Regions from separate parts of the Sus scrofa genome. Here regions 1, 2, 3, 5, 6 and 7 are each linked to region 4. A link is a contact called in public Hi-C and HiChIP or PLAC-seq data. All regions are on one chromosome and are shown on one strand. Each heading gives the region's core, a stretch centred on a gene start, on an enhancer-like site or on the middle of the called end of the contact. The rest is flanking DNA. Distances are from core to core; before and after follow the strand shown.

Region 1 (3,468 bases), core at 47-2,546, 1.6 Mb before region 4:
CAACCTCGGATGCGAGCTGAGCTCTGCCAGCAGCTCTCTCTTCTGAGGAGAGTCGCCTTCTCTGCCTGAACTTCAGCATCGTCTTTTTTTTTTTTTAAAGGGCATAAGACTCTTTCCTTGCACTCTTAAGTTATCGTGCTGGTTAGTGACTAAACAGTCGTCTCCTGTTGGTTATTCTATTTTCAGTCAATGATTTCCACACGTGTTTTTAGTATTTATTCATTGTCTTTTTAGGGCCGCACCTGTGGCATATGGAGGTTCCCAGGCTAGGGGTCCAAATGGAGTTTTCATGGCCGGCCTACACCATGGCCACAGCAACGCAGAAGCCGAGCCGTGTCTGTGGCCTACACCACAGCTCACGGCAATGCCGGATCCTTAACCCACTGAGTGAGGCCAGGGATCCAACCAGTGGCCTCATGGATACTAGTCAGGTTCATTTACCGCTGAGCCACGACGGGAACTCTCCCATGTGTGTTTTTAACTGAATGATCTGTGCTGAGGGGTGGAGACAGGGTTCATGAGACATCATGATCCTGGCCTTTGCATCGTGATCTGGTTGGAGGCTTGTAGGCAGGTGGACAAATAACTGCCTCTGAGTTTGCTGGACTGAGTGCATGGATGGACTGCCGGACAGTCTGGGTCAGGCTGGGACAGGCGCCTCAGCTCTGCATGAGGGACTCGGAGAAAGCGTCCCAAGGGGATGGTGCCTAATCTGGGGCTTGAATGAGGCCACCTGTTCTCTAGGTAACCCAGTCTCTCCTTCTACATAGTCAAAAATGACAGTTAACGCAGTATTGCTGCTTCATATGAGCATTGATTAGCATGCTGTGCTTCACACATGCTGCTTAGTTAAGCCTCTGAGTATCATTATTCCCATTGTGCAGATGAGAAGGCTGAGGCTCAGAGGGGCCAAGGAATTTTTCCAAATCACATAGCTGGGATGTGGTAGAGGGAGAACCAGACCTGTGGCTTCTTACCACCTAGGAGTTCATGAAGCTTTCCAGCCTACCCTGAACACCAGCTAAGAATAAGGAGAAAATAAAATGCCTGTGGAAAAAGCAGCAAGGTGGTGCTTTGGAGGCCAAGCTGCGTTTTAGAGCCAGCCTTAGAAATTCAGCATTCCCCAGGCCCCTTTCCTCCAGCGTGGCAAGGTGGAGACAGGTGCCCATGGCCTTGTGTAATGAAAGGTTATCTGATGACACTGGTTATTTGATCACAAAGCCCTCTGATGGTTCCCGTCGAGCCAGAACCTTGGCAATGCAGAAAATGGATCCGATTTCAAAACTGACCTTTTCTGAGTACCCAGCACTGATGGAGAAGGAGCTAGAATTGCTCCTCAAAGACTATTCTCGCTGCAATTCACAGGGCTGTGGAGGGGTGGCAGGTGCGGAGATGTGGCAGGAGCCCAATACCCAAGGAGCTTCCACAGTTTCTGAAGACAGGTGCCTGGCATCCATCTTATATGGAGGGGCTGCTACGTGATGGTGATTGCTCTTGTCTTAGTCTTATTCTCGTGTCATTCCCTCTCTTTTGGACACACGCACATATGTTACAGACACAAATACACATACACCGTAATGCATGGAACACCCACTTCAAATTGGGAGAAATGGTTTTTGACTTTATGAGCATGAAACAATCATATCCCACGTGTTAGGCACGTTGTGTTTAATAGCATTTGCAAGTGCATCAGTGGTTTCTTAGCTCCTTCATTTGTTGAGTCTCAAATTGTTTCCTTCAACAAATACGTGTTAAAAAAAAAAAAAAGATGGAGTTCCTGTCGTGGCTCAGCAGTAACAAACCTGACTAGTGTCTGTGAGAATTTGGGTTCGATCCCTGGCCTCGCTCAGTGGGTTAAGGATCCCGCATTGCTATGAGCTGTGGTGTAGGTTGCATACGTGGCTTGGATCTGGCGTGGCTGTGGCTGTGGCTGAGGTGTAGGCTGGCAGCTGTAGCTCTGATTCGACCCTTAGGTTGGGAACCTCCATATGCTGTGGGTGCGGCTCTAAAAAGACCAAAAGAAAAAAAATCCAACGAAGACGTGTGATAAGCCACCTATCTGTGCTATGATATGGCAGGTGCTGGAAGATGGGACTAGTGATGCCTGGAGTTCACATCATCAGTGTCAAACGCCAAGGGACAGTAGGACCTGGTGGCCTGGCAGGTACTGAGACATTGCAGCCACCTCCACCTGCATTTAGATCTGGGCTCTGCCACTCCCTTGCTGTGCGTCCTTGGGTAATAAATTTAACCCTTTGGCCCCCAGTTTTCACATGTGTAATCTGGGGCTAATGAGAACTATTTTATTCGTTTCCTAGGACAACCTTTTGCCTACACATTGGCATCATACCCATTTTATAGATGACAGATAGGGCTCAGAGAGGTTGGCTGTATTGCTTACGTTCACACAACGAGTGAGTAATAGAGCTGAGTGTGGAACCCTGGTCTTCCATTTCCAAGTGTAGTATTTTTTTTTTCCCTGTTCCTCCTCAATTCATTTTTTTAGCCCAGATGATGAGTCACTCCCTCTCAGCTCTTCAGCAAAACATTTCTTTATTCTGGTAGCATTATCAGCTACAAACAGACCCTGTTGGGTCTGTGTATGTTGAGCTTTCAAAAGGAAACCGCCACTACAACAAACGTCACCATTTTTGAAGGGGAACACAGCCCTGGTGGAACTTTACGGGAACCTTCCCCAGTGGCTGAGAAGAGTCCTTGGACTTGAGGGGCTGCAGGCTCCACCCTCTCCCAACCATAGAGCATCAGCTCCTAGAGAGTCCCAGTTTGGTCCTTGATGTTTTTCTCTTTCTGCAACACACCTCCTGTAACCAGAACCCTTTTTGGGCTTTCTGCTTAAAAGTACGATTCTAGCCATCTTCAGCCTATGTGTAGGTGATCTCAGAAAGCTGGACCCCTGCCTCCGAATACCTGTGTCTACACGGAAGACTGAGAAAGCGGCCAGCCCTGAAGGGCCCACTGTGCTTGTGGGGGTGAGAAAACACGCCTGCATTTGGAGCCCCTCTTTTTACCGCACCTCTTAGGGCGGAAGTGCGCATGCGCGCACCCCCACATGCGCACGTCGTGGGGGGTGAGCTTGTGGGGTGGCAGTTAAGGGTGGATGTCCCTCCCTCCATTCTGAACCAGGCCTTCCTGTTGTACAGTGCATGGTACATACTGACCACACTTGGACTCAAAGGGATTCAGAGTCATTTTCTGGTCCAACAGTCTGATAATTTGGGTCCATTTTCCTAAACTCCCATCAACAGATTGAAGTGCAAAGCTTCCTATGGAGGTGGATTTTTAATAGTAGCTGTGGTTACTTGTCTGGGAGAAACTAAAGCTGTCTCCACGTCTGGGTTGATAATTGAGGTGTCCAGTAGAAATAGTTTGACTTTGAAGAAAAATTAGCATTCCCTTGCATATCTAATCCATAAAAATATCTTTATATGGTAATATAGTAAAAATGTT
Region 2 (3,575 bases), core at 690-3,189, 1.3 Mb before region 4:
TGATTCAGTTATACATACCTATATATCTGTTTGGTTTTTTTTTTCAGATTCTTTTCCCTTATAGGTTATTACAAAATATTGAGTACGCTTCCCTGTGCTCTACAGTAGGTCCTTGTTGGTTATCTGTTTGATATTTGGCAGCATGTATCTGCTAATCCTAAACTCCTAATTTACCCCTCCCTCCTTCCCCCTGGGTGATGATAAATTTATTTTCTATGCTTGTGGGTCTGCTTCCGTTTTGTATATAAGTTCATTTGTATCACTTTTTTAGATTCCACAAATAAGCAATATCATATAATATTTGTCTTTCTCTATCTGGCCTCACTTAGTGTGATACTCTCCAGGTTTGTCCATGTTGCTGCCAATGGGATTATTTCATTCTGTTTTATGGCTGAGTAATATTTCATTGCATAAATATACCACATCTTCTTTATTGATTCATCTGTTGATGACTTTTAGGAAGCTTCCATGTCTTAGCTATTGTAAATAGTACTGCAGTGAACATTGGGGTACACATATCTTTTCAAAGTATAGTTTTCTCTGGATGTACACCCAGAGTGGGGTTGCTGGATCATATGGTAATTCTGTTTTTAGTTTTTAAAGGAATCTCCATACTGGTCTCCATAGTGGCTCTACCAATTTACGTTCCCACCAACAGTGTAGGAAGATTCCTTTTTCTCCATACATCAGAGAGTTTTTCTCTTTTTTTTTTTTAATTTAATTTTAATTTTTTTGGCTGTGCCCCGCTGTGGCAATGCTGGATCTTTTTTTTTTTGTTTTGTTTTGTTTTTTTTAGGGCAGCACCCATGGCATATGGAAGTTCCCAGGCTAGGAGTTGAATTGGAGCTGTAGCTTCAGGTCTACACCACAGCCATAGCAATGCAGGATCCAAACCATGTCTTGGACCTACACCACAGCTCACAGCAGTGCCGGATCCTTAACCCACTGAGTGAGGCCTGGGATCGAACCCAAATCCTCATGGATCCTAGTCAGGTTTGTTAACTGCTGAGCTACAAAGGGAACTCTCAATGCTGGATCTTTAATCCAGGAACTTTAATCCAGAAAACCTAACTCTGGTTTTCTCAAAGTCACATCATTAGCAAGTGTTTGGACATTATACATTAAATACTATAGTTTTAGGGTTTTCCCATTTTCTCTCTGCAACACATGGTATGGAGACTGTACCTCTTTATCATAGCAGAGTTTACTCATATTTATTACAATTAACTACCTAAATGAAAAATAACTCTAATCGAGTTGTTTCTCATAACAAGCCACAATATATCATGTTTTATTTCCTTATAGAAGGGTGACCTTCAAATGGTGCAAGTGACTAAATAGGTAAACAGATTTAAGCTATTATAAGGACAGTAAAGATAGCCGGAATGTTCCATGACACAGACCCTGTAACAACTCTCTTCATCAAGAATGTTCTGCATTCACAAGCTTATTGTCCTCTATTTCTGAGCATGAGTGTTTAAAAATAGATCCTCATTAAGTCTGTAAAGACTCGCCCTTCAAGTATTAAGGTCTCAGATGTTCTTGGCACATACTGTTCTCGTGACGTAGACAAGAGTTGGGTGTGCCAGGCAGGTCAGCCAGTGGACCGTTCTGGCAGGCTGGTTGCCCTTGTTGGGTGAAATGAGAGAAGAAGATTGGTGTCAGAAGCCTGCAGATAGGATTTATAATCTCAGGGAAATTGCTGTGCCTGCTGAAGCCCTCAGAAGAGGAGCCCGTGCTGAGAGAGGTCACTTTCACTTCTCGTGTCTCATTTGCCCTGGGTAATTTTGGAGACGCATATTGCTATCTTGATTTTAAAGACAAGGAAACCGAAAGCCAATGACGTTACAGAGCTTGGTCAATCTTGCAGAGATATCAGTGGCAGCCTTAGCTATTGAACCCAAGTCTGTCGAAAACTGCAGACGGTGTTCTGAATGGCTCCATGGCCTCCCCCACTGCCTCCTGAATGCTATGACCTCAGCAGTGTCCTGGGTCCCAACACTCTGAGCAACAACTGGATCACTATCCAGATAAGAGTACATCTTTTTTTTTTTTTTTTTTTTTTCTCCCATTTTTGGCTGCCCCACAGCATACGGAGTTCCCAGGCCAGGGACTGGATCAGAGCTGCAGTTGCAGTTGTGACCTAAAGTTGCAGCAACGCTGGAGGATCTTTTTCTTTTTCTTTCTTTCTTTCTTTCTTTCTTTCTTTTTTTTTTTTTTTTTTTAGGGCCGCACCCGTGGCATATGGAGGTTCCCAGGCTAGGGGTTGAATCGGAGCTGCAGCTGCCCGCATACACCACAGCCACAGCAATGCTGGATCCAAGCCGTGTCTGTCACCTACACCACAGCTCACAACAATGCTGGAGCCTTAACCCACTGAGCGAGGCGAGGGATCAAACTAGCATCCTGGTGCCCAATCCCATTGCAACACAGTAGAACCTCCCAGAAGCACATCATTTATCTTGCTATCTCAAGCTATCTTGTCTTCAAAGGAAATAGCCTTGAAAAAGCGGGAAACAGACAAAGTTCCGTCTCTGCCTCTAACCACATGTAGCCTTGGGAGAGAAAGTCAGTCCCTCTCTCGGAACTTTGATCCTTTCATCTTCTGACGTGGATCTGCTAGTCTTTCCCTGCTAATGTCACGAGGTTATTGTGAGGACTAAAGAGAGTCTCAGATGCGGAGGGAAGGTCAAAACAGGGGCTGTCCTTGATTCATTCAGATCCATGACTCGACACTGACTCAGACACATCTGGGGGTTGGCGGTGATGACCACTTCTCCAATCCCCGCTCGGTGCTTTGTTTCCTCCTGTGATCCCATTTCCTGCCCCGTGGCCACCACATGGCAAGTGCTTCAGCTCTACTCCCTGTTGCAGTGTGAGAGGGCAGACAGCCAACTAGCAGTGTTGGACGCTGACAGACTAATTCTAGGTCATTAACAATCGACAATCCAAACGTCACAAGTGCTTTTGCCTTGAAATTCTTCTTATAAAACGGGGGCTCGTGATCTGGAGTCCCATTCATGTATGGGCTCAGAGAGCTTGTGAAGCACCTGAAATTGCATGAAAAATTGTCTATGTCCCTATGTGACTTTTTCTGGGTAGGGGCGTGAGTTTCTGTCAGAGTCTTAAAAGATCCACTATAAACCTTTGTTCTCGGAGATGCAGTTTCACCACCATGTGACAGCCACCTAAATGGACCCTCCATCTCCTCCAGCGGTTGCTACTGTCTCCAGACCAATATCCAGCGTATCACTGAGTCCTGATGTCTGATGTCACCTAAAGCCGAATTTCCTCCAGGTCCCCTTTTGTGGTTGAGACTTTCATCATCCATTCTCAGGAGTACTGGAATCTTTGAAAGGGTCTTCCTGACTCTCCTTTGTTCCCTCTGAACCATCTTCTTCAGTTGCGTCACAGAGACCTTTCCAAAACACATGTGTAACCTGGTGCTTCCTGGATTCAATTGTCTTTCTAGTATCTCAGTGCCAAGCCTGACCTCCTTACACTTCATCATGGCCTTCAAGGCCCCCAACTTCCCGGCTTCATTCAGCTTTTTAGCCATATCTCTCCCCACCTCT
Region 3 (3,326 bases), core at 779-3,278, 1.4 Mb before region 4:
AATAGTTATTCAGTTGATTCTTTTGGGTTTTCTGGATACATAGTCATAGTACATATAAATAATGCTAATATCCCTTCTTCCTTTCATCTTAGGGTTTGACTTATTCTTTCCCTAAGTCAATCTTGGCCAGTGATATTGGGGCAGAGCAGAGATAGCAGCAGTAGGGTAAGTAGCATCAACTTGATTTTATCTGTGCGAAGAGATGCGATGTATAAACTGGAATCCATGTAAAACTGGAGGACATGGGATTTCTACCAACATCCCCAAACCATAAATTATTTCAAGGTTTAGAGCAGCTTGGATGACTTGAAAAATGTCCTTTACATTAAAGATGACTTTGGCAAGTTGTAAGGCTGCAAGTTATCTGGCAAGTTTGTGGCCCCCACTATGTGTTTTGCATAATTCTATTAGCAGGCTTTTCATAGCATATTGCAGTCATTTGTTCAGTTGTCATTCATTTTTTTTTTCAGTCATCATCTGCCGCTCAATTGTACAGTGAGCTCCTTGAGGGCAGGCATTTGTTTTTTTCCTCTCCATACGCCCAGTTACTAGCAGAATGTCTGAAAGTGTTGATTCTTGACATGTGCTTGCTAATGAATTATTAAATTGCCAAATGTGTGAATGAAGATGCATAGACAAGGTCATGCATTTTTGTTGGATGTTGAATGAATGAGCAAATAGAGTCATGACTCCACTGGGTTTCTCATGCCCCCAAATGGAAGGACTAAATGAAAATGAGGCTGAGACCTTACTTCTTCTTCCTTGGGTTCAGAGTTGAGGAAGTCAGTGGGTCAAATGAGCTGGCTTAGTTCCTCTGTCAGACTTCCTTTCTTCTTTTGGGATGGATGGTTTGGTAGAGACTTGATTTAGCAAGAATGTCTCCTTTACATTTTGCTCAGGAACAGCTTGTACTTCTGGAGGCTGAATCAGGCATGGACTCTTTTCCTTTTTTTTTTTTTCTTTTTCCTTTTAAAGAACCCTAAGCAGGTTTTTGCAGATTTGATTCACTAACAGTACTGTTGATCTGAAACTACTAGTCTCTTTAGGGAAAAATATCAGCTTTATTCAGGAACGGAGCATCAGCTGTGGAGGTGGTGAGTCTAAAAAGACCCCTCTCCTACCATTCAAAGCTCATCATGTAATGATTTTGCAATTACTTGACTCTCTGTGGATAGTTTACACACACACAGAATTTCATGCTTAGATTTCCTATGAATTCCGTCAAACAGTAGATTTACCTGATTTCATGTAATTTTTAAATTTTTTTCCACCAGAGAGGCCAAGTCATTGAGCCCCTTTAACACGTTGCAGATTCAGCCTCCCACCTTGAGATAATGAATATAGATTCTATCTTTTATGCCAAGTGTGACTGACGACTAACAGCCGTGTTATGTTGTGGAGTGCTGTGTTTTGAAAGATGCTGAGGTTGTATCTGGGACTAAGTGCAAAACAGTTCTGCTGTGGTTGTGGGAAGGGGGAAAGTGTGGCTCATATACCCTGTGTTTATTTATATTTTATGTTCTAACACTTGAGGACAGGAATGTTTCCCGGATCAAAATCACCCCTCTCTCAGTCTTTTGGCCACTTTGGTCCACAACATTGTCATTCATCTCAGAACCTTTGCAGCATGTGCTGCCTGACCCATTTAATCATCCCAGTTTTCTGAGGGTTTTAGTGATCTGGTCAAGCATGTTTCATCTCCCCAAGTGGATGGTGTCAGAAGTGGACTTCCACTGGAAGCTGTACATGGGCTCCAGATGCCTCAGAGAATCCCCACTTTGCCATCTAATGGTGTATTTCCTGAAGCAAGTTATCTAGACTCTCTAAGACCTGGTTTATTTTCTCACATAATTATGAAGATTAGATGAGATAATATAGGTGTTTAGTCCAGCATAGGCTCACCAAGATCCTACCATTATCATGGTCACCTTGAAGGAATGTAATGACCTCCAGCCTTGCAAGTGTTGATGGCAGTTTGTTTGAATGGCATTTGGAAACAAAGAGGAAAGACTGTCCAGGAGAGGGTGCTTTAGCTCATGTCTTTGATTAGTCTGGTTCATTGTATGAGGCCATGGGTAAAGTGGCAGGTCAAGTTGTGTTGACTGGTTCTGCTGGTGCAGTTGTCCCAGTGGAGAGGGAATGTGTCTGGCCAAGTTCTGTTAAACACTGGATACCTTACCTCTTTTACATTTGCTGACTTCTTCTCTTATACAGGAAGAAAATAGTCTGATGATGGGGACGTGAGTGTTCTGGCCACCGTGACAATTATTTGTACTTTACTAAATTTGAGAGAACAGATTGACGATGAAAGGTTAAAGTTATAGTTCCCATAATGGTAATTTCTTGTTACAAATTAATCCGTTGTCATTCTAGTGCTCTCACAAACTAGGCTGAAGCAGGGCTGTGAGTGATGGCGCTTGTTTAACAAAATAAACCTACAAAGATGACCAGACTTTGAACTATGGTAACTTTATTAAAATGCTAAATGCAACACTGTGAGGTATTATGTAGGGCAGACTGTTGCATTTTTCCCCTTCGTGTATCCAGCGTAGCCATTGGCAGAGTTCACTGAGATTCTTTTCTTGGAATGTCTACAGGTCAAAACTCCATGAGGTCATGGACTGTGAATTTGCTGTCTCTGTGCGTTTACTTTCTCCCTCTGGAATATGTCCCTCCTACCTTCTCCCCAAAGCATGGGAGGGTATGAGAATCAAAATTAATAATGGATCCAGTGTTCCCAGGATACTTTGGAAATACAGCGGTGAAATAAGATGGATAAGATCTTGCTTTTATGAAGCTTATTTTCTAAGGGAGTGGATCTGGAAGTACTTTGCATTGTCTAGAATGTTCTACAAATGTAGCTCTTATTAGAACTCATCTTTCATGAGTCAGTTCAAATGTTGCCTCTCTGATGCCATCTGTGACTCGGCTAGGGAAACTGAAATCCTTTCTGTGCTTTCACAAAACCTCATACTTTTTTTGAATAGAACAAGCAAAAGCAAGCTCCACAGTTTGTCTATTTATGTGTCTGTCTTCGCCATTCCTTTCTAATTTCATTAAAGGCAAGAACATTGTCTGGTTCTTATTAAATCATTGGTGTCCAGCACAGTTCTTGGAAACATAGTAGACACTCTCATATGTTTGCAGTGCAGTTTAAGAATGCGATTTCAGGAGTTCCCATGGTGGCGCAGTGGTTAACGAATCTGACTAGGAACCATGAGGTTGCGGGTTTGGTCCCTGCCCTTGCTCAGTGGGTTAACGATCCGGTGTTGCCGTATGAGCTGTGGTGTAGGTTGCAGACGCGGCTCAGATCTCGTGTTGCTGTG
Region 4 (3,737 bases), core at 1,207-3,706:
CCTCGCTGGGTGCCGGCGGCTGCAGCTCGCTCTGCTGCTGCTGCTGGTAGAAGTTCTCCTCCTCGTCGCAGTAGAAATAAGGCTGCACCGAGTCGTAGTCGAGGTCATAGTTCCTGTTGGTGAAGCTGACGTTGAGGGGCATCGCGGCAGCCTGCTGGAGGGGGCACACAAAGAGGGGGGCGCGTCTTGAGTTAATGGGGTCTTTTTTTCGGGTGGAAACCCCGCGCAGCGCTCACTGCGCGCCACGATCGGGAACCACTCCCCTTCCAGCGCTATCCCCCAAAGCGGCTGGTGGGAGTGGGGGATTAACAAAAAGGCACCCTTCCACCCCCTCGAAGTGACCCTCTACTATCTCAGACACACACTTGGTGAACCACCTCTGTGGCGCCCACGGAGCTTCCGTTCCCCCGGGAGCCCGGAGCGCGAAGCCGGGGAGTCGGCCCCGCGGCCGCCTGGCAGTCGAAATCAGCTTTAGCCTCCTTTAACAGGCCAGGGAAGGCGGCGGTGGGGAAATACAATCTGCCAAACGCCAAGGCGCAAAGTTTTGCGCCACCTGAAGGGGAAGGCGAAGAGGCGCCGCGGCGGGAGCGGCTGCGCGCGGCCCCCCTCCCGCGCCAGGGCCCCTCCGCGCCGCGCCCGTTCCCACTCGCGCCCTCGCCGCGCTCCTTCCCCCGCCGGCGCCACCGCCCCTCCCAACCTCCCCTCTCCGCCTCCTCCATCCCCACCCCCCGCGCGCCCCCCTTCCTTCCTTTGCCGGCTTTTCTTCTTTTCTCTCTCCGGCTGGGGTAGAGAGCTCAGTCTTCGGGCCTTAACCCCCACCTCCGACCAATGAAAGGGTGTGTGGGGGGTCTGTTAAATAACAGACACCTCCCTGCAACACCCAGTACGGCGACGCAACTGCGCCAGAGACCCTGCTGCAATTCCGCGCCCGAAGCCGGGCGTCTTCCCCTCTCCCGCCGCCGAGGGTAGCAGCTGTTCTGGAAAAGCCCCGAACCCCGCTGCCCGCAGTCCCTCCGCATCGCAGGGACACCCGAGCGGGGACACCAGAGGCGGCCGAGGAGCCAAGGCGGGGTGCGGAGATTTGTCCTCGTTTTCCCCCGAGTCAATAATTCCAGGAGAATCGGACACATCTTTGCGCCAGCCTCCCTCTCCCCCGTCCCCGCGCTTCCCCAACACCAAGTCTTAACATCTCCGAGGACCAAGAGCTTTAATTTCATTATTCTTTTAAAAAGCCAAACGCCAACTTCTAAGAGGAGCCGGGGGGCGAATTGAAGCGCCGCGGGGATCGGCGGGCGGGACTCGCCGCAGTCTCCGCTGTCACAAATGCGGTAAGCCGAAATTTAAATGCCCTTTCGGAGACGGCAAAAAGTCAGAGGCTGCGGAGCTCTCGCTCCACACGCAATATGTAATTCTTACTCCTAGGAGCTCAGGACGTAAAGGGTTTTCTGCCCACTGCGAAGCATACCCCCCTTCTCCCTCCAAAAGGCAAAAAAGCAATCAAATGCAATAAAGCAAGAATGCCCAGCCGGCCGAGGTCAGCGTTCATCTACATTAAAACAAAAATACACAAAAACAACCAACCCCTCTAAAGGCTACTTTCAAAAAAAAGCACCCCGTTCTCCCTCTGCCTTCCTCTCTTCCTTCTTGACAAGTCATTGCACCCCGACCCAGCTCTGGTTCGTCCCCACCCTACCCCGACCAACCACAACTACTCTGAGAAAAGTGTCAATAGAGCAGGAATGGGAGAAAAGACACCCCAATTCGGGCATTCGACTCATCGCGGATTGAAAGCGGTAGCAAGAAGAAATTAAAAGACAAATAGGTCTGGGTGCTCACCGGGTTTTCCACTATCCGAAGGAAATCCAGCGTCCAAAAAGCGGCGAGGAGCGCCTTTCAGAGGAGCGAGTCGTGGGCAGCGACAGGGAAAAGTGTCTCCCCAAATAGGCAGAATAGCCTCTCCGCGTCCGGAGAGTCGCGTTGTCGCTCGGGTGTTGTAAGTTCCAGTGGAAAGTACCCGCCCGCTGCAGTGGGCAAAGTTTCGTGGATGCGGCGCGGGTGGCGGACCGCTGGCAGGGGTCGGCGGGCAGGGTGGGGTGGGGGCGGCCGGGACGGAGGCGAAGACCCTCTTTCACTCCGGATCTCCCTTCCCCCGGGCGCCCAGAGCGCGACTCAGCTTGCTCGGCCGGCTCTGCTCTTCCACCCTGGAGGGCCCGCCCGCTCGCTCCCTCTGCCTCTCGCTGGAATTACTACAGCGAGTCAGAGAAAGCCCAGAAAACCGGCTTTTATACTGCTAGGAACACCCCTCCCCTCCGTGCTCTTTTTCCCGCCAAGCCTCTGTATAGCCCTGCCCTTCCAGAGGCAGTGGGGAGCCTAGCGGTGGCCGGGGTGCGGCAAAGGCGGCGGCAGCCGAGAGATGCGCAGCCGGAGGGTCCTCAGCCGCGCAGACCCTCGCCTATAAAGGGCCGGTGGGCGGGGATTCGCGAGAGCGGATCTTTTTTTTCTTTTTCCCCCCGCCCTCGGCTTTGGGAACCCGGGAGGGGCGCTTCAGCCCGGGGAGGGAGGGAGGGGTTGGGTGGTTGGGAGGGAGGAGACTCAGCCCTTTGAGCCTGGCACTCCAGTGCGCAGAGCTTTCGGATGTAAACAGAGTAAGAGTGCCGCATGAATTAACTGCGCGCGCCTACCATTTTCTTTTGCTCCCGCTCAAACCCTCTTTCTCTGCTGCTTGCTCCTCTGGCGCAGCGCTCTGGGTGACAAACCGCATACTGGTCCCTTGTGCTTAAATCATCGCGGGCGGAACAGCTGACCCTCCACACTGAGAATACACGGTGTACCCACCGCCAAGCCACGCACGTCCCGGGCCGAGGGGGCGCCTCCCTAAGACTGGGGAAAGGGCAGCGTTTGGAAAATAAGCCCTACGAAGAGAGGAGGAAAGAAGGGGGTATTTGCGGGTGCGCGTTGTGTGTGTGTGGTGTGGGGTAAGTGTAGATGGGGAAAAATGATCAGAGGTGTAGGGAGGAAAATGGTACCTGGAATTATTTTAAAAAACTCAGCAACGCATTGCCACGTATACTTGGAGAGCGAGTTCTGAATAAACACCCACTGCATTTGTTGGGGGTGTTAGGCATTCTGTGTGTACAGCTACCTCGACTGAGCACCTTCCATCTAGAATGAAACCCCTAAATCGCTGCCAAAGCCTCGGTCGACCCCTCACCTCCGGGCTCCGCTGGCGCAGACCGACACAGACCTCCGCGGGAGCCCGCTTGCCCCCCTGGACGCGCTAAGCCCTGAGATCTTTCTGCCGGTTCCGGAGCTGGAGTAAAGGAGGAGCGCGCTTGCGGGTGCGCGCTGCGGGGGACTCTCCGCTCCCTACCCACTCTCTGCTCCCCACCCACTCTCTGCCCTTCTGCACCCTCATCCCACACCCCCGCACCTCTCGCTCGGAGGTCCCAGTTCTGCACCCAGGTTTCAGTAGAGACGAATCCTTTTTGCGCCCCGTGGCGTCGGTTTGCACTACGCTGGGGCTCCCAGGTTGGGGGAAATCGAAGGCGCTAGACGCGAGAATACTGGGGAGGGGGACGCGAGTCGCAGGACCAGACTCCCCAGAAGAGGGAAGGAGACGAGCTGGCGGATCCTGCCTGGGGAGTCAGCATAGTCCCTGGCGACGAAAACCGTTAACTCTTTCCTCCTCGGACAAACTGGACGTTGACTTTCCTTTCTGGGTCTTCTTTGCTTTTTAT
Region 5 (3,504 bases), core at 746-3,245, 1.5 Mb before region 4:
AAAGCAAACAGTAGCTATAGTTGATACACAGATTTTGAGAAGCATTGGTATAGGGGCCAGAAAATAGGATTTGGAGGATGGGCCTAGATTAAGGTGCTAGTTCTGTTCCTCATTATCTGAGCACCCCAAGACAAGGGAACCAGCATCTCTCAATATCCTTTTCCTTATGTACAAAATGGAGTGAATAATATTTACCATGTCATGTTTTTATGCTAAATCAAATGAGATCACTCTATGAGAAAGTGCCTAGCTCAGTCCTGGGCACATAGCAGATAAATGCTAGTGCCATGGAAGGGCACTCACTGGCCTTTCTTTTGAAAAACCTATGACTAGAAGTTGTACAATGCATTTGGGGGCTGACTTTTCAAAGACGGGGGAGTGCTGTCAGGTCAAAGTGTGATATGACCCAAGCTTTGAAGAGCGAGTAAAGATGCTCCAGGTGATGGGCTTGGAAGGTCCTGATGCAGCTAGGAGGTATCATGGCTATTTATCCAAAACTGGGTTCATTGGACTTGGAAGGTCCTGATGCAACTAGGAGGTACCATGGCTATTTATCCAAAACTAGGTTCATTGAAAACGAAGTTGGGGAGTACCAAGAATTATTTCTCAGTATTCCATATTTACACATATAGAAAATGGGTATGCTCTGGCAAGTGTCTGATCATTTGTGGTGCAGTCTGTCTCCATACCCCTCACCTGCCCCCATTCCTGGGACAGAGGGCTCCCTGGAGGTGGCTATTTCCAACAATCATGGTTGGATTTCAGGTTAATTTGGCTCCAGCTGAATTTCAATTTAATTATTCAGCAAAGATGAGCCCTGTTATTCCTCTGTTTTCGTTATTCTGATTATTCCTGCTAGAACTAGGCATGATCCTCTCCAAGAACCCTCAACCACGTTATGATTCTTTATGTAAATGCTCCTCTCCTGCTCTAAATGGCATCCAGCCCCATGTCTGACAGATCGCTTGTATAATAAATGATAAATGACTCACAAAGCTATACTTGAATGGAAACATGTAGCTACAATTTTCACCAATCATCAATAACTATGTTGAGAGTCTCGTGCACTTCAAATTAAAAACTTTATGGATGTATGGAGTTGCTTTTGTGGCTCAGCGGTTAACAAACCCAACTAAGATCCATGAGGATGTGGGTTCGATCCCTGGCCTTACTCAGTGGATTAAGGATCTGATGTTGCTGTGAGCTGTGGTGTAGGTCACAGACACGGCTTGGATCTGGCGTTGCTGTGGCCGTGGTGTAGGCCAGCAGCTGTAGCTCTGTTTTGACCCCTAGCCTGGGAACCTCCATATACCATGGATGCAGCCCTAAAAAAAGCAAACAAACAAAAAACTTGACATCATTATCTGGATAATGACTTGCAAGCCCCATGAGGGCAGTGTTGGTGACTGCCGCGGTCATCACTGCATCCTCAGTGCTTTGCTTAGCCCTGTACTCGCACATAGTAGGAACAGGGTGCATGTTTCTTTAATCTGTGTGCGTGAACTAAAACTGCAAATGCAATAAAGAGCTGTGAGATAGGTCTGAAAAGGATGTAATGTTGGTGCAATATTTAGTATCCTGGAGCACATTCTCGCTTCTGGAAAAGAGATTTCCTCTCCAGTTTAAATGTCCTGAATTGTATGTAGCCACATTGCCACCTTCATAGGCTGAGGGATTGCTGGACCATAAGCACAATTCCAAATGGAGAGACATTCCTGGCACCCGGAGGAACGCCTGCGAAAGTCAGAGAGACTTTCTCCAAATGGACCAGATTTATAGGGTGAGAAAGATGTGTGAATCTAGGCCAGAGGCCAAGGTTCCTCATTTAGTCTGTCATTGGCAAGGGAAGACCTTAACGAGATCTAAAAACAACTGGCTTCTGCATACCTGCCCTTGAAGGACACTTAGCCCAGAAACCTCCGTACACAGCCTTTCTGCTACACTACCCTGGGAGGGCATAGGCTAGTCCCTCGGTGTCCTAGAAGGAACACGTGCATTATTAGAGTGGCTTCAACTGCTTCTCCCTTTGGCTGTACAATGAGGAGGGTGGGGCCCTCTGATGTCCAACACAGCTGTGATGGAGTGTCCAGAGACTGAAACTCACATCCTAAGTGCAAGACTCAGCTCAGCCACTCTGCTTCCTGGCTGCGGTTTACTAGTGGGCAGTTCCATTCTGTATGGTCCAAGGGTATGGTTCCATTCCTCCTTCTGCCAGAAAGCAGGTCTTCCTTTGGACACTGCAATCGATCTAGAATGTGAACGCCCCGCTGCACTGTGAGCTCGCTGAGGGCAGGGGCTGCACTGTGTGTGCCCCGTACCCGTGGTGCAGGGTTCAGAGCAGATGCTCAGTGCAGGTTAGGGAAGGAATGAACTTCATCTCTGTTCTAGGCGCTCCGGTGGGTGTTGGTGACTGCCTGTCCAAGGATGTCCTCTAGATGGCAAACTCAGCTCAATTTTGAATGGGAGTCAGAGCCTCTGGCTGGGCGATGCCCTGGCAGGGAATAGTTTGTTGGAAATCCAGTTTCATCCAGTGCACATGGAATCTTCAGAAGGTTGGGAGACTTCTGGAATGCCAGCCGGTCAGGATGAATCTCTTCTTTTCCAGGGAGACGATGGGTGTGGGTTTGTCATCTCCCGGCTCCCACCAGTGTTTTCTGATCAAGGGAAATGGTACTTCAGAGGAGGGGAAGGTGGGGATGAAGCCAGCCTTTCTTCATAGGCACTGTTGAGTGACTTCATGTGTATTTTCTCATCTAATTCTCACAATGATCCTACAGTCTGCGTAGTGAGTGTTATTATTTCCCCTTTATAAATGATGACGCAGAGACCCGGAGACGTTAAATCATCTTATCAAAGTAGCGTAGCTTTTTTAGAAGCCCAGGGTTGCTAAGTTATGTCATGCCAATGTCTCGACCACTTTCCCCTCCCTGTTTAACTAGGGAAAGAAAAGATTGAAAAATCAAGGGTGAGGTGGCTTTCCCCTTGTGGCTTGGTGGGTGAAGGGCCTGATGTTGTTTCTATGAAGATACCGGTTTGAGTCCTGGCCTCGCTCGGTAGATTAAGGATCTGGCATTGCTGTGGCTGTGGTGTAGGTTCACGGATGCGACTCAGATTCAACCCCTGGCCCAGGAACTTCCATATGCCACAGCCGGAGCCATAAAAAACAGAGATGTGATAGCTTTAATTAAGTATGCAGATGTAGGGGGAGACGGTAAGAATCCTCAGCTCTAGGCAGTGATGCCTACTCTAGCCTAAGAAAATGACCAGTATCTCAGGTCCTGGCAAGACAGGGCTTTATATGTCTGTGGAATTCTGTCACAGCTTCCAGGGAGCCTTTATTAAAGAGCTGCAGAAGTTTTAGTTGCTTCTGCCTTCAAGAATTCTTGTCTGAAACGAGGCTAGTTTTCTCCCCAAACAGATGTCTAATTCTCTCTCTCTCTCTCCTACTCTGGCATTGGATGGTGCTTTTGGGAGAAAGGTGAATGGGAAAATTCATCACTCGTT
Region 6 (3,736 bases), core at 897-3,396, 1.3 Mb before region 4:
GGCTGTTCCCCTCTAAGTGTTGACTCCAAGATCTAGGCTTCTTCCAACCCATGGCGTCACCACTCCACAGGGGTCCTTAACCACTTCTTGGAGTCCTTGGCTGGTTTCTGTGTGTTCAACTAGCTGATGAATTAAGAGAGAGAGAGGAGGATTTCTCAGGATGTGTTGAGGGGCCAGGTCCAGAAGTTGTGTGCACGATTTCTATCAAAACGATCGTGGCCAAAGCATTCATGGGGCCACAACTAGCCACGTATGTTTAGCTGTGTGCTCAGAGGAGAATGAAGAGATTTTTCACAAATACATAGATGGTGATTGAACCAAAAGGGGTGAATAGACTCACCTAGTGAATGACTGTAGAATTAGAGAGATGGCCTGTGTCAGGTATCTGACAAGTGATAATGATGATGATTAATAATAACTAAAACTTTCAGAGCACTTTACTGTGTTCCAAGCACATTTACATATGTTAATTCATGCACTCCTTGCAAAAGCCCTTTTATGTAATTCCATTATATATATGTGTGTATATATATGTACATACCTATATATAACACATATACACATACACACAAAGCTGCAAAGATAGTAAATAACTCTCTCAAGGTCACAGAGCTTATAAGTGACAGAACAAGCATTTGAATGCAGGCAATCTGCCTCCAGAGTCTGTGAGTTTAACCTATGTCATATGCTACATAATTACTCTCTTCAAATACTTGAAAAATGTCACATTAATATGTAAGTATCTTTGCTATGGATTCCCAAGGGATAGGACTTGAACTAACAAATGGAATTTAAATGATGATAGATTTCAGGCACAAAGCAGCTAGCTCTTTCTAACAGGGCTGTCTGAAGGAAAGAAGCTGCGCCCTGAGATAGTGAGCTCAGTGGAGGTACCCAAGCATGAGAGGAACAAACCCTTGGCGAGGAAATTGCAGAGAGGTCTCAAGCATCCACTGAGTGCTTGGGAGAGATAACATTTATGTTATATTCTTCTCCCACCGACGAAAGCTATGAACATTTATAAGTGTGGATTGGCCAGTTTTCTCCCTGTGCGTATATAACCCTGGAACCCATCTAAGTTCTGCATTAACCACGTACAATAAATGTAATGCCTGGATCTTCCAAGTATTGGATGGATCTCTGAAAGTAGGAGGAGAAAGGAAAGAACCCATAAAAGAAGGATCAGCCCCTGCCTTTAAAGTTCTTACAATTTACTTAGACAAAGCACACATAGATGTATCAGCCTTGGGAACCACCGGAGAGCAATTGATTTAGACCCTAGACTGGAAGGGACTGAGGAGGGACCGAGAAGTTTGGCTCAGGTGTATTATGTCTCTGCTCCAAAGGCCTTTGCACTTGTCACTGTCAAGTTAGTTCTACAACTTTACCGTGTATCAGCACCCCTTGAAGAGCTTGCAAAACCAGCCTCAGGCTGCCTGATTCAGTACGTTTGGGTTGGGGCCCGAGGATTTGCATTTCTCGCAAGTTCTAAGGTGATGCTGATGCTGGTCAAAGTCTCACACGCTGGGACTCACGGCTCTAATGCAAGCCTTCCTGCTCCAAACCATAATCCTCTATTTCTGTGTCTCACTCGCCTTCGCAGTGTGCCCTCCTGAAACGGGACCATCTTGTTTGTATTTCCAGGGTCTGACCCACTGTTTGTCTCTCAATAAACTTGTGTTGAGTAAATAATTGGCAAGAAATATGTGGCTTCCTAGACATACAAAGAAGGAAAGAAACCCTAAGAGTCAGCTGGGTGGGGATTGAATCCTATGGCCTCTCCTACAGATTTGGAACCGTGACTCATGCAGCGAGGTGTCTGAACTGAGCAGCAGCGCTCTCCACACACAAACAGCTCCATTTCCTAATTGCACAGGGCAGTCCTCAAGAGAGCCTCAGAATCGTTTCTTCCCACCTCTTTCTGGTCATGTATCTTCCGTTGCCCTCAAGCTACTTCATGGAAGCAAAACAGTCTTTCTTATACACAGAGAGCCGTGTTCCCCCTCCTGAAGCCCATTCCCTTTGGACCGGCTTTGGCTGAACTTTGCAGTCTTCACGGAAGAGGGAACCCTTTCCCACTGTTCTCCAAGAGAGCAGCCCCTTTGAAGTCACAGCTGGCTTGACTAAACTCATTTCCTCTACCCACAATGTGCTTCTGATGCAATGTTGGCTGACGCGGCCTCTTGCCGGCTCCCGCTATTGAACCAGACCCAAGTGCAATGTTGAATGTGAGTGTTTGGCTTGGCTTAAATTTGGCCAAATCATCTGTACTTTGTTTCGTTTGAAAGCCCTGCTTCTCTATCTCTCTCTCTCCCTCTCTCGCGACTAGTTCATTCCAGATGTTTTTGATTTGTTCTTTTGTGGTCGGCTCCACCCAGTTCCTAAAGCAGTAAATCATTTTCATGCTCCTTCCAAAATCTAAGGAACGAAAGTGCTCAATTAGAGAGAGAACCTGATTATAGGTTTCCTAGAGCTTACCCTTGGGGACGGCTGCTCTCCTCAGGAAATACCTTTCAAAGGTAGGAGCAAACGTCGTGTGATTGAGAACATTTGAAGGCGGCTTTTGACTTTTTAGCCTTTGGAATAAGAGTAGACATAACGTTGATGTGCTAATAGTATGAATACCCAAAGTCATCCCTTGTTTCAAGGCCTGATATAATTGCTGTTCTTGTTTGCAGTCCTTCTGTTACTCAAGTGAAGAAGTTCCCATTGTGAGAACCTATATGTGATTGATAAAATAGAGGAAATATAACATTCATGGCCTCTCCTCTCTCCTGTCATCTTTTACGCTTCCCAGCATGCTGATTGTGGTGATGAAGGTCGGGGTAGACAGGCCGCAAGACGGGAGAAATGTTTGCTTTGTCATTATGACCAAGAGCAAAGAACTTCTCCTTGGAGGAAACCATGGATCTGCTAGGCTAGCAAGGGAATTTAGAGAGAAAAGTGAGGGAAGTCCTTCAGTTTCGAAAGAGAGTTTTGGACACTTTTGAGAGTAGAGATGAAAGATAGAGGGCAGCTGACTATATGCAAGATGAGAAAAAAAGTGGACGATTTTAAGAAATTTTGTGTTATGAATATATGCTTTGGTGACTTTTTAAGTGACGTTAGCACTTCTAGTTCTTTTTTTTCTTTCTTTTTTTTTTTTTTTTGAGGGGATGTGGGTTTTCTTTTGGATTTGACACTATCATGAGACCTACTTTTCAGATTACACCTATTAAAACAGTGCTACTTATTTTGTTATTTCATCCTGCCATTCATCTACATTATTGTCTGACACCAATAGACCTTTAGAGCCACACAAATGCTTTTTTTTTTTTTTTGAGGCAGGGGGAAAGAGGGTCTTTCTAGTTACTCACAGCACAATGCATATAGTTAGGTTAGTGACTTAACCTCTCTGAACCATTTCTGAGAAGTGCGTGTATTAATATCCAACTTGTGGGAACACGATAAAGATTAAATGAGATCATTTAAACTGCCTTCATTTAGTTAAATTTGTAACTGGTGTGTTGAGCCACCAGGCCTCATGGGAAGTAACCAAAACACAGCTTCAATTTTGTCTTCAGCTTTAACTGTGTTTTTTAATGAGGGGCAGCTACATAGGCCAGTGGTTGAGAGTTTTGGCGATTGCATCCTTTTGGGAATATTCTTGGATAATAGAAACTAAGTCACTTGTATATCCAAAACAGATGAGTCAGAAATGCTCAGTGGATAATGGACCTCTTCCCTCACTCCACGT
Region 7 (3,639 bases), core at 382-2,881, 1.0 Mb before region 4:
CCTCTTTATGTAAATTCTTTTTTTTTTCCACGGCATATGGAAGTTCCCAGGTTAGGGATCGAATTGGAGCTATGGCTGCCAGCCTACGACACAGGGAGAGCAACAGAGGATCTGAACCTTGTCTGCGATCTACACCATAGCTCACAGCATTACTGGATCACCAACCTGCTGAGCGAGGCCAGGGATCGAACCCTCATCCTCATGGATACTAGTCAGATTTGTTTCCACTCCTCCATAATGGGAACTCCCTCTTTATTCTTTTAGGTAATTAGGGAGGAGGTCAAAGTGTCTTCCTGAGTCTTTCAGGGCTTGATTGTTTTCATATGCCAGAGACATTCGGGCATGGCAAGCTTTGCTCCCTTCTATCCTCATGCATCCTCAAAATAAACCCTTATCACCTTGCGTGATCTGGAGTGCCTTTGTTCCTTGCTCTGAAATCCCCCTCCTTTAAGTGCTAATGGGAAGATGAGATCATGTAGAGGGAGGGCAGCCAGGCAACTTAGAGAGGTGTGGAGAATTAAAGATAACTTCCGTCAGGTATCAAGCACAAGTCAGGTGATCAGTAAGTGATTGTTCACAGAATTCTATTAATGTAATATGTGTAACACCTGAGGGAAACTGGAAAGCATTGATAAACTTTAGGTGGGATAGGGAGGGAAGCAGCTTCTAACTGATCATAAGACACTTTTCTGCTGGAAAAAGTGTAAGACATCCCCAAGAAAGGAGAAATCTATACCCACTGAGATGTCTCCCACCCATTCTCCATTATCACCATCCTTATCGACGGTGGCAAGATCAGATAGCCCTACTCTGTACCAAAAAGGCACGGCTCATTTTCAGCTGAAGGCATACCGTCCATCAACATGAAGATTAGCTGTCGGGAGAGTTGATTTCCCTTGGAGTCACCCTCTCCAGAGCCCCAGCAGCAAGAGGGAGGGAGAATGGAAGGGATTGGTAGGAGAACAACAAGCAGCTCAGTGGGTGGGCAGGACGGAGCCTGGAGCTAAGACCTCAGTCACTGTAGAAGAACATCTTTGCTGAATGGAAAGCAGCCTCTGCGGGTGCTGGTTCTGACTCCTTTGGTTGCTTGGCACAATTTGTCCCTGGTGACAGGGATGCCAAACTTGAAGCTTGTTGTTATTATAGGAAATTGAGGGTCAGCTTTTATTGCCTTGCTAGTTTCCAAGAAATAAATCCTTTTTTTGGCAGCTAAAGAGAATAGTACTTCAACCAGAGTCTGCTTTAAGATAATTTGGAGGGCACCCTGCCTTGTGGGTTTATATCCTCATGCATGTATTCTCTGTCTACACTCTTCATTCTGCATCAGTCACTGTGCAGATGCACAGACCTGGTACACCCAGGACAAACTCATTCTCTCTAAGGCATATACGCACATACACACAGATTATAGATGTACATTTCTGATCAACACATAAATACCTAGGGATGGATACGCCAAATCTGACACATCTGCCCAGTCCCAACAGTTGTAACCGTTATGCTATGAAGCATGCTGCTTTTTCTTTGGAATCTAGAGGATTCCTCGAACAGCCAAACCAAGTTGTCATCTCTTCAGCGTGTGTCCCTAGGATGATGACGTGCCGGTCCAGGGAGCACAGAGTTCAGAGTCTGAGAGGGTGACTCACTCTTGGCTCCAGGCCAACTCTCATTCTCCTAGTGACTTGTCAACATGAGCCCTGGGACATAAATCACTCAATCGCCTGTCCACAGATACTCTTCACCTTCCTGACTTGTTTTGGATCCTGCCTTTTCTTCAGGAGATACCAACAGAAAAAACCCTTTTCCTCCTGATTCACATCAGGCACAACAGCCAAGCAGGTGGTAATGGTGAGTTAAGTAATAGTACACAGAGTACAACTTGTTTTCAAAAATAAATGGCTCTTCTTGGAAGGTACGATCTAATAGGACTGACAGAAATCAGAGTCAAATTCAAAGAAATCATTTTAATAGCAGTCAGCAAGCTGCCATTTTCCTCGAACTAGACTGCAAAGAATGCAGAGGCCCTACCCTCCCATTCCTCCTGGAACTAACACTGATACGTCTTACAGAAGAAAGCAAATAAATAACAATGGTCAATCCCAGCCTGTCCATATCAGATGCCACTGCCCATATTTCTCATATCTGATCTCATAAAGTCCTCTCAGTGAAGAATCAAAGAAGCCAGAGAATTCACATTTATCTTTCTGTTGAGAACAGTAAGAGTCCACAATCTTCAGTGATTTTTCCCAAGGTCAAAGAAAAAGTACTATGTACAAGGCTTAGCCCCACTGATTTTTCATTTATGCATTTAAGTCTACTTATATGCTTTATTTACTATGCTCCATGCCAAGAAAACTCTACAATGAATAAGACTATCAGAGTCCCTGCTTTCACTGGGCATCCAATGCAGGAAATATGCAATTAAACAGTAACAGTAAAATACAATATAGGGGGAGTGACTACGGAGGTGATAAAAGAATATTAGGACCCTATAATTGTGTCTGGAGAGAGGGATGGAGAGGAGAGAGGGATAATGTGGGGAAAGAAATGAGTTCTTGGACATTGTGATGCCTAAGGTAAGATCAGAAAAATCAGGGGGAATTATTGTGGCAGAAGTTGGAAGTTGAGGAGGAGAAAGGAAAAAGGAGCAACGATGTATGTGAAAGCGAAAGCAGATGTGTGAAGATGAGGACTTGAATCAAATGATGGCAGTCTGGAGGACCAGATAGTAGTTTGGGATGGATGGAGTGAAGTATGGGAAGGGATGGGTGGTTGGGGATGTGGCACAGAAGTAAGCAAGGCCTGAAGTATGGAATCTCATACCTCGGTAAAAGAACCACTTTCAGTAAAGGAGCTCGAATTGCTCCTTAAGGATAATGGAGGCCACTGAAAGTTTTACTGGCGTGCAACAGGTTGGAAAATGGCTTGTGAAGGATGAAAATTAGAGGCTGCAAGTCCAGTTGGAATCTGTTGAAGGGGCCCAAGATTTGGACTGAGGTAAGAGAGGTTTGAGAAAACTGGATGGATTCCAGTGGTATCAAGAAGTTATATACAGATGGCCAACAAACTCTTGAAACAATGCTCAAGGTCCCAGATTATTAGAGAAATGCAAAGCAAAACTACCATGAGATACCACCTCACACCGGTCAGAATGGCCATCATTCATAAGTCCACAAAGAACAAATGCTGGAGGGGGTGTGGAGAAAAGGGACCCCTTCTGCACTGTTGGTGGGAATATACGCTGGTGCAACCACTGTGGAGAACAGTATGGAGGTACCTTAGGAAACTATACATAGAACTACCATATGACCCAGTAATCCCACTCTTGGGCATATATACAGACAAAACTTTACTTAAAAAAGACACACACACCTGCATGTTCATTGCAGCACTATTCACAACAGCCAAGACATGGAATCAACCCAAATGCCCACTGATAGATGATTGGATTAGTCAGATGTGGTACAGATACACAATGGAATACTACTTGGCCATAAAAAAGAAAGAAATAATGCCATTTGCAGCAACACGGGTGGAACTTCATCCCAAGTGAAGTAAGTCAGAAAGACAAATACCATATGATATCACATATCTGGAATCTAATATGCGGCACAAAGGAAACTTTTCAAAGAAAAGAAA

What was found. Hi-C and Micro-C count contacts between places; a contact is called where the count stands out from the background. HiChIP or PLAC-seq counts read pairs in DNA pulled down with a chosen protein or histone mark.
Region 1: an H3K27ac HiChIP or PLAC-seq map of skeletal muscle shows a contact between it and region 4, with 20 times the contacts expected there. The contact joins the enhancer-like site here to the promoter of MYC in region 4. A contact is called at or near these places in 2 of 5 promoter capture datasets (fetal liver and fetal skeletal muscle), 4 of 47 Hi-C or Micro-C datasets (embryonic fibroblasts, fetal skeletal muscle, retroperitoneal adipose tissue and 1 more) and 2 of 2 datasets of contacts at active chromatin or transcription factors (alveolar macrophages and skeletal muscle).
Region 2: an H3K27ac HiChIP or PLAC-seq map of alveolar macrophages shows a contact between it and region 4. The contact joins the enhancer-like site here to the promoter of MYC in region 4. A contact is called at or near these places in 2 of 5 promoter capture datasets (fetal skeletal muscle and liver), 3 of 47 Hi-C or Micro-C datasets (embryonic fibroblasts, psoas muscle and retroperitoneal adipose tissue) and 2 of 2 datasets of contacts at active chromatin or transcription factors (alveolar macrophages and skeletal muscle).
Region 3: a contact with region 4 is called in an H3K27ac HiChIP or PLAC-seq map of alveolar macrophages. The contact joins the enhancer-like site here to the promoter of MYC in region 4. A contact is called at or near these places in 8 of 47 Hi-C or Micro-C datasets (alveolar macrophages, embryonic fibroblasts, fetal skeletal muscle and 5 more) and 1 of 2 datasets of contacts at active chromatin or transcription factors (alveolar macrophages).
Region 5: a contact with region 4 is called in an H3K27ac HiChIP or PLAC-seq map of alveolar macrophages. The contact joins the enhancer-like site here to the promoter of MYC in region 4. A contact is called at or near these places in 4 of 5 promoter capture datasets (fetal liver, fetal skeletal muscle, liver and 1 more), 19 of 47 Hi-C or Micro-C datasets (adipose tissue, alveolar macrophages, brain and 11 more) and 2 of 2 datasets of contacts at active chromatin or transcription factors (alveolar macrophages and skeletal muscle).
Region 6: a Hi-C map of alveolar macrophages shows a contact between it and region 4, with 2.5 times the contacts expected there. The contact joins the enhancer-like site here to the promoter of MYC in region 4. A contact is called at or near these places in 1 of 5 promoter capture datasets (fetal skeletal muscle), 5 of 47 Hi-C or Micro-C datasets (alveolar macrophages, embryonic fibroblasts, heart right ventricle and 2 more) and 2 of 2 datasets of contacts at active chromatin or transcription factors (alveolar macrophages and skeletal muscle).
Region 7: a Hi-C map of skeletal muscle shows a contact between it and region 4, with 8 times the contacts expected there. The contact joins the enhancer-like site here to the promoter of MYC in region 4. A contact is called at or near these places in 1 of 5 promoter capture datasets (liver) and 3 of 47 Hi-C or Micro-C datasets (embryonic fibroblasts, heart right ventricle and skeletal muscle).

Annotation. Positions count from the first base shown.
Region 1 is chr4:10,881,020-10,884,487 of Sscrofa11.1, forward strand. No RefSeq gene overlaps it. Among named protein-coding and RNA genes, the nearest start is that of FAM49B, 410 kb to the left of the region's middle. Within about 2 kb of position 1,297, at least 4 of the 83 cell types and tissues checked have an H3K27ac peak or open chromatin away from gene starts, as enhancers often do. A contact at or near this core is called in fetal liver and skeletal muscle, where this site is marked.
Region 2 is chr4:11,134,697-11,138,271 of Sscrofa11.1, forward strand. All of the region lies in intron 2 of LOC102158034 (a long non-coding RNA gene), which reads left to right. Among named protein-coding and RNA genes, the nearest start is that of FAM49B, 660 kb to the left of the region's middle. Within about 2 kb of position 1,940, at least 17 of the 83 cell types and tissues checked have an H3K27ac peak or open chromatin away from gene starts, as enhancers often do. A contact at or near this core is called in alveolar macrophages, embryonic fibroblasts, fetal skeletal muscle and 2 more, where this site is marked.
Region 3 is chr4:11,032,328-11,035,653 of Sscrofa11.1, forward strand. No RefSeq gene overlaps it. Among named protein-coding and RNA genes, the nearest start is that of FAM49B, 560 kb to the left of the region's middle. Within about 2 kb of position 2,029, at least 3 of the 83 cell types and tissues checked have an H3K27ac peak or open chromatin away from gene starts, as enhancers often do. A contact at or near this core is called in alveolar macrophages and retroperitoneal adipose tissue, where this site is marked.
Region 4 is chr4:12,457,904-12,461,640 of Sscrofa11.1, forward strand. MYC (MYC proto-oncogene, bHLH transcription factor) reads right to left here and starts at 2,457. Exons shown (of 4, transcript NM_001005154.1): 1 at 1,837-2,457; 2 at 1-151. The coding sequence starts at 1,866.
Region 5 is chr4:10,933,561-10,937,064 of Sscrofa11.1, forward strand. No RefSeq gene overlaps it. Among named protein-coding and RNA genes, the nearest start is that of FAM49B, 460 kb to the left of the region's middle. Within about 2 kb of position 1,996, at least 11 of the 83 cell types and tissues checked have an H3K27ac peak or open chromatin away from gene starts, as enhancers often do. A contact at or near this core is called in adipose tissue, alveolar macrophages and skeletal muscle, where this site is marked.
Region 6 is chr4:11,182,850-11,186,585 of Sscrofa11.1, forward strand. No RefSeq gene overlaps it. Among named protein-coding and RNA genes, the nearest start is that of FAM49B, 710 kb to the left of the region's middle. Within about 2 kb of position 2,147, at least 8 of the 83 cell types and tissues checked have an H3K27ac peak or open chromatin away from gene starts, as enhancers often do. A contact at or near this core is called in alveolar macrophages, where this site is marked.
Region 7 is chr4:11,426,705-11,430,343 of Sscrofa11.1, forward strand. All of the region lies in intron 2 of LOC110260221 (a long non-coding RNA gene), which reads right to left. Among named protein-coding and RNA genes, the nearest start is that of FAM49B, 950 kb to the left of the region's middle. Within about 2 kb of position 1,632, at least 4 of the 83 cell types and tissues checked have an H3K27ac peak or open chromatin away from gene starts, as enhancers often do. A contact at or near this core is called in skeletal muscle, where this site is marked.